2 separate regions of the Sus scrofa genome follow, and region 2 is linked to region 1. A link is a contact called in public Hi-C data. All regions are on one chromosome and are shown on one strand. The core of a region is the stretch at or near the end of the contact, and the rest is flanking DNA. Distances in the headings are between cores, read along the strand shown. Region 1 holds the start of KLF10 (Kruppel like factor 10). Region 2 has its middle 90 kb from the start of KLF10.

Region 1 (5,359 bases), core at 866-3,365:
ACCCCTTCTTTTCTTTCCTGTTTTGAATCACTCCCACAAGCCATAAATGCTCCCTGCTTCTCAGCACGCTGGGGCACTATGCCAGCAGGCCCCACATTCCTGAGGAAGGGACCAAGTTCAGACCTGGAGGCCTGGCTGTGGCCACCGGAGGGGGGTGGCTCCCTGACAGGAAGGAAGGCTGGGCTGCCGGCTGGGCACAGGCAGGAGCTTCCTCTGCTGCAGCAGGTGCCCAGGGCCAGCTGCTCCAGTACCCTTAGGTTCAGATCAACAGGATGGGACAGCCCAGGCGGAAGGAAGCCAGCAGGGAGGAACACCCCTGCAGACAGAAGCTGGGGCATGGGATAGAGGGGAGACAGGAAGAGCTGCCTGGGCTGCTGAGCTGGCGCTCGTCCAGCAGATTCAGGCGAGGCTGTGACAGGAGGCCATTCAGTCCTCTTCCCCTCTCGCAGTGGGCGGCTCTGGCCTTGGTTGATTGCTACTACTGTTGTTGGCTAGCCTGGGCCTTAGATATACAAGAAGAGATATTCCAGAAGGAACCATTAAAAGATGTTCATAGATGTGGCTGTTTTTAAAATAATTCATTCCCTTTTCTATACTCATTTTGTGATTATTGGGAAAGAGGACACTTAAACTAGCCGTTCAGTTACACACAGAGGCGAGACACCTGGAGGAAGGCGCAGTGATTTGTGACCTGTGTTCAGACCTCGGAAAGAGAAAATCTCCTTTGCTTTAAGCCGAGTTATCATTGCCCTCTCCAACAACAGCTGCCATGAACAGACACCAAAAGGCCAAAAGGGGGCAAATAGCCAAAGCAGAACCGTAGTCTCGCATTCTGGAAACCCCAGACCGCCTCAGATCAGCCAGTGGGTCAGGGCGGGGGGGTTGGGGGGGGTGGGGCCGGTGCTTTCGCCGGCCGGGGACGGGGGTGGGGTTGGGGTGGGGTGGGGGTGGGGATTGTGTCTTTGATTTGATGGGCATTTCCACTGCAACCCACCCGCAGGCGTGCCCTGCCTGGCGCCAGGCGACCCTAGAAGACCCCGCCCCACCGCATCCCCACCCCATCCCCAGCAGCAGTTTCCTGGCAGAGCGTTTCCGGAGGCCTTGGCCTGGGGTGTGTGTGGGGGTAGGGTCTACCTTTGAAACAGCTGGTAGACTGCAATTTAAACTTTAGAGCGAGCTCAAAACTCGATTCTGCAAACGAGCGCCGGCGCCAGAGAAAGATAAGAACTCTAGTCTATGGCTCCCCATCACCCCCTTGGTCTAGTTCTCGGGGCTTCCTGCCGTCCCCACAGCATTCTCTCCACCGCCCAGGAGGAAGGATGGGCGGGGCGGACGGGGGCGGGCAATGCCGCAGGCAGCGCAGATGGAGAGGGCGAGCCCGCGCCGCCGGCCCTGGCGTGGGCGGGGGGCGCAGGAGCAGGTGTCCGCATAGTGACAGGATTCCCTTCCCTCTCCTACCCTCCCTTGGTGCTATCCAGGGCTCTGCGAGTCAGAACCCTGCAAATGCTCCAAAAATGCAGCTCAGTCGGTCACCGGGCTCTGTTTTCTCGCCAGACGCGCAAGGGGACGGCGCTTCCAAATGCAAATCTCTTGGCTCGGGACCCTTGGCTTGCAGCCACTGCCTCCCCCGCCTGGCTACCCGGCGTCCCGCCTACCCCGCGGAGAGCCGAGATGGGGCCTCGTGCGGCGGGGACAGGGCGGAGCGGGCATCCTTCCCCACCTCCCACGTGGGGCCGGCCCTCCGCAGTCCCTGGGCGCGCCGCCGCTGCCGCGCCTCCGGGCTAGGCCCCCGTTCTCAGCGCCGCCCCCCACCCAGGCCAGGGAGGGGGAACTACAGGCGGGGGCGTGGATGAGGGGTGGGGGCGGTGTCACTGAGTCAGGTGGCGGCGGGAGTTCCCTCGGGCTGGGCCGAGGGAACACGCTGCCGGGGATTGTGTACACGCTCCACTGACACAAGCTTCACGCTGCCGGGCAGCCGCTGATCACGCGTGGCTCCGCTAGCCCATTGGCCGGCGCCTCACACACCTTTGTCGCTGATTGGCCGATAGCAGGCTCCGCCCCCACCCCCTCCCGCGGCGCGGGGCAGGCGGAGCAGCTACCTGAATGGGGAGGGGGCAGACGGCGCGGAGCGCGGCGGCGGCGGGAGTGGCGTCGAGTGTCTCTGGGCGCCCGTCTGTGGCCAGGCAGCCAACCAGCCTAGCAGCCAGTCAGCTCGCCGCGGGCGGCCAGGCAGCCAACCATGCTCAACTTCGGCGCTTCTCTCCAGCAAGCTGCGGTAAGTCACCTGGGGATGCCCCTGTCCTTCCTGGCCTATGCTGCGTCTGAGGGGCCCCCGGGGGGCGCGAAGCCTGAGCCCCGTGACATCAGCCACGCCGGAGGACGGGGGCTGCAGTGGAGTCGTAGGAGAGGAAGGGGCTTTCTGTGTGCAGACCGGTCTTTAGTGACGGCGTGCGTAGTGAAGAGGGTCAGGAGAAGCAGGCTGGGGTCTAGAGACGAAGGGAGAGGGGGTTCTTGCTCTAGGTGTAATGAGGGAAAGGGTCAGCTCTGCCGGGAGACCTGAAGCAGGTGAGGGGGAGGATGACTGGAGGGGTGGCAAGAGTGGGGTGGGGGCTGCTACCCTTTCAGCGAGGATAGGAGGTGTGGAAGGAGGAGGGGGGTGAGGGGGCCACCCTGCACCTGGTGCTGTAGAGAGCTGCCTCTGTCTAGATCAGGAATGCAACCCAGGGTGGGAGAGTAGTGCTTGCGAGGATTTGCGGGGCAAGGTGTCCGCAGGAGAGGAAAGGGGGCTCCCCATTTAGGCGGTCTGAACGGAGGCTTGCGGGACGGGGGCTGCTCAGCAGATAGCCGACCACTGGGGGAGGGGCGACTGGCAGGAGCGTGGGGGATGGCACGCGGCCCCGGGACCCCTGAGGGGGGCCGCGGAGTTGCCCCCCCCCCGACGTCTGGAGGGACTTCCCATTCCCGGGGCAGGCAGGTGGCCACACTCTGAGCACCTCTCGGAGGGGGCAGAGAGCCGCCTCGGCGATGTGAGGGTGGGAAGCGGGACCCAGCAGCAGGGCGGAGAAGGTGGGCGGGGGGAGCCGGGCCGCGAGACGCGGGGGCAGCGTGTTAAGGCGGGAGCCGCAGGCCGTGGGGCCGCGCGTCTGGAGCCGGGGCCTGTTGGGGCTGCACGTCTGGGAACTCGTGGAGATGCGCAACGGGCTGGGGCCGGAGCTGCAGGAAACCTCGGGGAGGGGGCGCCGCATCTTCGGGGAGAGTCAGGGTGGTCCGAAATCCCGCGGGCGGCGTGGGCGGGAAGCGCAGAGGGCTCGGCTAGGTCCCCGGGGGCTGCGGCCGGAGGAGGGCGGGGGCCGGGTTTCCGCGGGGACCCGGCTCCTCCCCCGGCAGCTGAGGCGGAGGCTGGGGGTGGGCCGGGAGCGGGTGCGCTCGGGGAGCTTCTCGTCCCCGAGTGACCCAGCTCCGGCCTCCGCCAGGGGCGGGAGCAAAGCCCGGCCCCGCTGTCGGTTCCTAAGGGAACGGCGGCTCGCTGGGAGTTGGAAGGGGCGGGCGCTCCCCGGCCCAGGGCCCCGCCCCTCCCCGCGGGCTGGGGCGCGCACTGCCGGGCGGTTGGCGGCGGCGCCCGCGGCCCCTCCCCCGGCCCGGCGCGAGGGCGGGGGCCCGCGGGCTCAGGAAGTAGGTGAAAGGTGACGGCGCGGCAATTCCCAGTTCACGTTTCCTGCGCCGCCCGGAGCAGCCGCTGATCACGCTTTGTTCACATGCCTCGCCCCCTCCTCCTCCTCCTCCGCGCCCCGCCCTCCGAGGCCCAGCCAATCCCAGCCCGGGCCGCCCGGCCAGCTGGCCAATGGCGGAGGCAGGGAAGCGGGGACGTGCGAGCGGCGAGGAATGTTCCCAGTGACTCACCCGCGAGCCTCATTGAGGTTAGGGCGGCCCCATCTGTCTGTCCCCGCCAGCGAGGATCTCCCCCGCCGTCCGCCCCCGCCCCTCGTCTGCCTCCCCCGCCCGCGCCTCCGCCCGCGCTTCCCTTTCCTGCCTAGCGCCCCACTCCCAGTCCTCCTCCCCTCCCGGCTTCTTTTCCGGCCCTTCCCACCTCGTACTCTGCTTCCCGGCTGCCTGCCTTTTCTCTTTTTTGCTTTGCTTTGGCGTCTTGAGGCTTTTACACAAACATGCGCTGTCCGCTGCAGCTTACATAAAGGGCGCGGGATTATGCAATTGCATAGTTAGCGATATTTCAAGAGAAATGGTCGTTTTCTTAGGGTTTCAACATGAAGGGTTTATGCATTTTTTTAAACAAGCGTTAAGAATAATACCTTGCAACATAAAGAATGCTCTTTTTTTTTTTTTTTTACACAACCTCTACTTTGACGAAAGAATGAGACCACAAAAAAAAAGAATAAGATGGAGGGTAGTACCTTTTTTTTTTGGTGCAGTTTAATATGAAGCATTAAATACCCGATAGAAGGAGCATTAACATCAAGCATTAAATACCCGATAGGAGTTGATAAATATAAAGCATGCGCTGTTATTTATCATCAATTTTGGCCTCTCCTCCCCGTTAGGAAAAAATATCTGAAAAGATCTCATGCCATAACCTGTATTTTTTTTAATGAGTTTTGCAGAGCCTTCCCTTATTTTGTCTGACTCCTGTTGCAGGTGGCTACTCTGGAAAGAATATAAAACCTTTTTTTTCTTATAAGCCAAATGGGTCTCTTTTAGATTTCAAATTAATTGGTACCTTTGGCCTTGGTCCCCTGAGAGGTAATAAGGATAAGGTCCTCCTCACCTTGCAAGGGTATCAGTCTTCAGGCCTAAGTGTCAGAGGAAGAATGAGGAAGATTTTATCACTATCAGAGGAGGGATGAGGAAAAGTTATTTCAGATTTTATCTTGAAAAGTTTGTGCAAATTGTAAAAAAGGAAAAAAATTGCACATTGTTCCGCATGTCATGTGGAGAACAGTATACTTAAAAGCATTTAATCTTTTGTTTTTATAGGAGGAAAGAATGGAAATGATTTCTGAAAGATCAAAAGAGGGTGTGTATTCGTGGAACAAAGCTGCAGAGAAAAGTGATTTTGAAGCCGTAGAGGCACTCATGTCTATGAGCTGCAGTTGGAAGTCTGATTTTAAGAAATATATTGAAAACAGACCTGTTACTCCAGTGTCTGATATGTCAGAGGAAGAGAATCTGCTGCCCGGTACACCAGATTTTCATACGATCCCAGCATTTGTAAGTATTGCTTTTACGATGGATGTAAAGGATAGAATTTTTTACATGATGAACTACCGTTCTCACGCTGTTGCCTATATATTTCTCTTCTCTGTAGTGTTTGACTCCACCTTACAGTCCCTCTGACTTTGAACCC
Region 2 (5,359 bases), core at 988-3,487, 91 kb before region 1:
GCTTTTGTTTTACAGACATGATAAAATCAGATCATTTTATATGCTTTTCTTTAAAAGAAGGCCTCCTTGGGAGTTGCCGTCGTGGCGCAGCAGAAATGAATCTGACTAGGAACCATGAAGTTTCGGGTTCAATCCCTGGCCTCGCTCAGTGGGTTAAGGATCCGGTGTTGCTATGAGCTGTGGTGTAGGTCGCAGATAAGGCTCGGATCCCGCGTTGCTGTGGCTGTGGTGTAGGCCGGCAGCTGTAGCTCCAATTTGACCCCTAGCCCAGGAAACTCCATATGCTGCAGGTGTGGCAATAAAAAGCAAAAAAAAAAAAAAAAAAAAAAAAAAAAAATCCTCTTAAATTGTATAAGAATGATGTCCCACAAAAGCTGAATCTGCCTTTGCATGAGGTGATATGTGAAGTGCTCAGCACAGGTCCTGGTATAAAGCAATTATTTAATAAGGTGTAACATGTGGCCGAGGCTGTGGTGTCGGCTGGCAGCTGCAGCTCCCATTCGACCCAAGCCTGGGAACCTCCCTATGCCAAGGGCATGGCCCTAAAAATGCAAAACAAAACAAACAAAAGAGTAACATGCAAAAAGACCTTCATGGGGGATGTGTCATTTGAGCTGTGTCTTTATGGACAAGTAGAGGTTCAGTAGGTTCCAGATACTAAGAACACAAGCAGGAGGTTCTGTTGTGGCTCAGTGGGTTAAGAACCCAACAGAGTATCCATGAGGATGTGGGTTTGATCCCGAGCCTTGCTCAATGAGTTAAGGATCCAGCGTGGCTGTGGCTGTGGCTGTGGTGTAGGACGGCAGCTAGAGGTCTGATTTGACCCCTAGCCTGGGAACTTCTTAGGCCGTGGGTGCGGCCCTGAAAAGAATAAAAGCAAAGAACGTGAGCGTCCCTAGATTTTGTAGGTATGTCTCCACGGGTCTCATTAGAGACTGCAGGGGATGCTCCTGATAGGGTAACAGGAACAACCATCTTCTGTGCACGTGGGATGTCCTGCTGTGGTATAAAAACAAATCTATTTGGTCTTTGTCCCTGGTTCCTGGCACAGAATTCCTAAAGCCCTCGTGGTTTCCCAAGCGAGAGGGGCGAGAGCAGTTCCTTACACAGAGATTCCTAAATCCCTTGGAGGTGCCTGGGCGCTAAGGGTGCCTTTGTTCTAACGTGACCACCCACAGGTCCTGGATAGGGCATGCTCACCTGAAAGATCAAGCATGAGTCAAAGCTTGGAACTTTTGGCCCCCGTACCTGTTATCTGGGAAGAGGGCAGAGGCTGGACATTGGGTTAACTGACCATGTCTGTGTGATAAAGTCTCCGAAACAAATCCCTAAAGCATGGGGTTTGGAGAGCTTCTGGGCTGGTGAAACACACGGAGGTGCCCTTCCTCTGTACCTGGCCCTCTGCTATGCTCAGACCTCTGCACCCGACTGTCCATCTGTATCCTGCATCACGTAATAACTGGGAAATGTCGATGTGTTTCCCTGAGCGCTGTGAGCCAGTAGGAGCAAGTTATCAAACCTGAGGGGGGTAGTGGAAGCCCCCACTTCACAGGCAGTTGGTCAGAAGTACAGGTGACAACGTGGGACCTGGAACTGGCATCCGAAGTGGGGGGCCAACCTTGTGGGCCTAAGGCCTCCACCTGTGGGGTCTGCACTAGTGCCTCGCACTTAGTGTCAGAATTGTGGACCCCCCAGGTGACAGCCTGACGGTTGGAGGACTGCCAGGTCGTTGGAAAATCCCCACACATTTGGTGTCAGAAGTGCTCTGTGACAGAAGAAATAGTCTGAGTAGAAGAAACATTGTTTTCTTCCTTTAAGCTGCTCTAAAAGCTGTGCCTGTGTTAATTTATTCATCTTCACAATAAAACACAAGGCAGAGAGACGCCCAGAGGTGCAGAGAGATTTGAGGATCTGCTCAGGTTCTCACAGCTGTTCAAGGGCACAGCTGGGACTCCAGCCCAGCAGCCTGGCTTCCCAGCACGAGCCCTCAGCCTCCACTGGGTCTGCCTCTTGTGTGCGACTCTTGGAAATTTCCTTTGCCGACAGCAGATCCTGGTTTTTCTCTGCACACCAGGATCAACTGTTCCCCTGTGGCCGCCACTTCCCCACGGCCCTAATTCATTCTCAACCCGCCTGCCAGAGGTGGGGAGGTTGGGGCTCCCCCACCCGTGTCCCCAGCAGCCCGCCTGGCGGATGGCAGGAAAGGAGGCAGACGTTGGCCACCACCCCCAGCCGGCAGCGCCTGCCACAGCCTGGGCTCACCGAGGGCGGGGGCGAGGCAATTACCCGGAAAACGCAGGCAAAACTCCCACGGAGCCGCAGGGAGTTCTTTTTTTTTTTTTTTTTTTCCTTAAAAAAAAAAAGCTCTGATGCGACAGTGTGGTGGCAGGAATCTTATCCAGCCTCATTTCCCAGCTCCCATAACAACCCCACCCCTGAGAACCTGCTGTTGGGCAGCTTGGGGCACAGTCTGCACCATGTAAAAATGAGAGTGAACCCCCCAGGGGCAGGTGTAATGCCGTGTGTGCAAAATGAAAGCAGCTGTCCCCCTGCGGTGTTTCTCCCTTCCCCTCTTAAATCTGCAAGACACCGGATTTCAGCCCTGCCAGAAAAACACCCGGGGTCACTGTCCAATCCCTGGACCCTACCAAGGTGATCATTGACTGAATAAGTCACCGTTGCCTTGCACACACTTTTGCATTTTACAAGATGCCACATTTTGGGACAAACACGGTTTCCCTTGTGTCTTAAACCCTCACCCTGCAGAGACCCAGCTGACCACAGAGTAGGGCGCAAAAAGAAACCAGGTGGAAATAACCAGAACTCCTTGTGCGCGGACAGCACCATACAACCTACAGCGTGTCATTATCCCATTAATCCATTTTGCAGACGAGACTCTGGGGGGTGAGGGGTGCATGTATGCTGAGAGAGCCATGACTTCTCAAGGTCACTGGGCTGATAAATGGCAGAGCTAAGACTGAAACTCAGAACTTCTTGTTTCCAGATCTGACTCCCTTCACGGAGTAATGCATGTGGAGACAGACCTAGTCCTGACCCTGTCAGCCCCTGGGGCGGGGTGGGGGGGAGGGGAGCAGAGCCTTGTGACATAGTTGTTAATTGCTAGGTTTGAGGGAGTTCCCTTTGTGGCTCAGCAGGTTATGAACCTGACTAGTATCCATGAGGATGAGGGTTTGATCCCTGGCCTCACTCAGTGGGTTAAGGATCTGGTGTTGCCAAGAGTGGCGGTGGAGGTTGAAGATGCAGCTGGAATCTGGAATTGCTGCAGCTGCAGCTGGAGTTTGACCCCTAGCCTGGGAACTTCCATAGGCTGCAGGTGCAGCCCTAAAAAAGCAAAAAACAAAAACCAACCAAACCAAAAAACAATTGCTAGGTCTGATGTGGTAATTTACTGTGGATTGGGGTTATTGCCTAGTACATTTTTAGACTGAAACTCTGGGTTACATGAGACCCAAAAGGCCTCTCGTGGAAAGACTGGAGACCCAGAAGGTGATGCCACACCCTACTAAGGCCCCCACCCAACAGCAATCCCAAATATGGTATTTCCAGACTGCATCTGGCCAGCACTTATGTTATGTTTGGCCGCAGAGTGTCTTTTAAAATGTGAATGTGGGGCTAACATTTAAAATTAGGAGAATTCACATAAGAACGGGTGTTTCTGGAAGTTCCCATTGTGGCTCAGTGGATTAAGAACCTGACTAGTATACATGAGGACTTGGGTTCAACCTCTGGCCTTGCTTGGTGGGTTAAGGATCTGGCATTAGGGAGTTCCCGTTGTGGCACAGCGGAAACGAACCCGACTAGGAACCATGAGGTCGCAAATTCGATCCCTGGGCTCGCTCAGTGGATTAAGCATCTGGCGTTGCTGTGAGCTGTGGTGTAGGTCTCAGATGTGGGTCAGATCCCGCGTTGCTGTGGCTGTGGTGTAGGCCAGCAGTTGCAGCTCCAATTTGATTCCTAGCCTGGGAACCTCCACATGTCATGTGTATGGGCTTAAAAAGACAAAAAAGAAAAAAAGGAAAAAAAAAAAAAAGAATTGGTGTTTCTGGCATCTCTTAGAATGTGAAGATTAGGAGTTCCTATTGTGGCTCAGCAGGTAATGAACCCAACCGGTATCCATGAGGACAAGTGTTCGATCAGGACTTGCTCAGTAGGTTAAGGATCCAGCGTTGCCATGAGCTGTAGTGTAGGTCATAGATGTGGCTCAGATCATGTGTTGCTGTGACTGTGGCATAGGCCAGCAGCTACAGCTCTGATTGACCCCTAACCTGGGAACTTCCATATGCTGCAGGTGCAGCCTTAAAAAAAAAATTCCCTTAATGGAATTTCCGTCATGGCTCAGTGGTTAACAAATCTGACTAGGAACCATGAGGTTGTGGGTTTGATCCCTGGCCTCGCTCAGTGGGTTAAGGATCCAGCATTGCTGTGAGCTGTGGTGTAGGTCGCAGATGTGGCTCTGATTCCGTGTTGCTGTGGCTCTGGCATAGGCTGGCAGCTACAGCTCCTATTAGACCCTTAGCCTGGGAACCTCCATATGCTGTAGATACGGTCCTAGAAAAGGCAAAAAGACAAAAAAAAAAAAAAAAATTACCTTAAAAATGTAAAGATTAGGCAGTATTAGGCTTGCTGTCCCATGAGCCAGGCAGTGCCACTGCCCCTAGAAGAGGGATGAGTTCTCTCAGGGCACTCCTGCTGCTCACCTCTGTGATGCCACCGGTCTGCACTCTGTAGGCACTAGGGATTATGACTCTTGCTATGGAACCGAAGCTCTTCACAGTTTGAAAGTCATGGATACAATTCAGGGGATCCAAGGACTTGGATAGGTAAAAACTACATCTTCATTTTCACTAACCCCTACTTATCATTGAGTTTTCCTTCCATTATGACTATAGGCAGAGACCACAGTAGTGATAGGATCTGTGACTTTATCACCAGAAGAAGTCACAGACAGTTTCATATCACATTAGAGTTTCATAGAGCTCTCCCAAAGTCATTTATGCTCACACCTCTCCAAAACCATAGTGTATTGCTTGCTAGATCTTATTCTTTAATGCATTCATTAAATGAGCACATATGATATTAGAGGCTTGGTTTTAAATATATATTTTGATAACTGTGTTTTAATATAATTGGTTTCATTTTTTTTTTAATGCATTTATTCTGAGGAAAGGTCCATAGGCTTCACCACCTTGCCAAAGGGGTCCAAAACACAAAACTGGACTCACATCTTCAAAAGATGGTGGTCAGGTCCCTTGGGTTGGGAAGGTAGTTTTAGAACCTTTTGGAGAAGGAGGGCAGGAAGGGCCCTACACTCCTCCATCCAGTCCCTCGCAGGTGGCTT

Evidence for each region. Hi-C and Micro-C count contacts between places; a contact is called where the count stands out from the background.
Region 2: a Hi-C map of brain shows a contact between it and region 1, with 5 times the contacts expected there. A contact is called at or near these places in 16 of 47 Hi-C or Micro-C datasets (alveolar macrophages, blood, brain and 10 more) and 2 of 2 datasets of targeted methods (alveolar macrophages and skeletal muscle).

What each region holds. Positions count from the first base shown.
Region 1 is chr4:34,428,017-34,433,375 of Sscrofa11.1, forward strand. KLF10 (Kruppel like factor 10) reads left to right here and starts at 2,116. Exons shown (of 4, transcript NM_001134344.2): 1 at 2,116-2,275; 2 at 4,990-5,223; 3 at 5,321-5,359. The coding sequence starts at 2,240.
Region 2 is chr4:34,337,289-34,342,647 of Sscrofa11.1, forward strand. No RefSeq gene overlaps it. Among named protein-coding and RNA genes, the nearest start is that of KLF10, 90 kb to the right of the region's middle.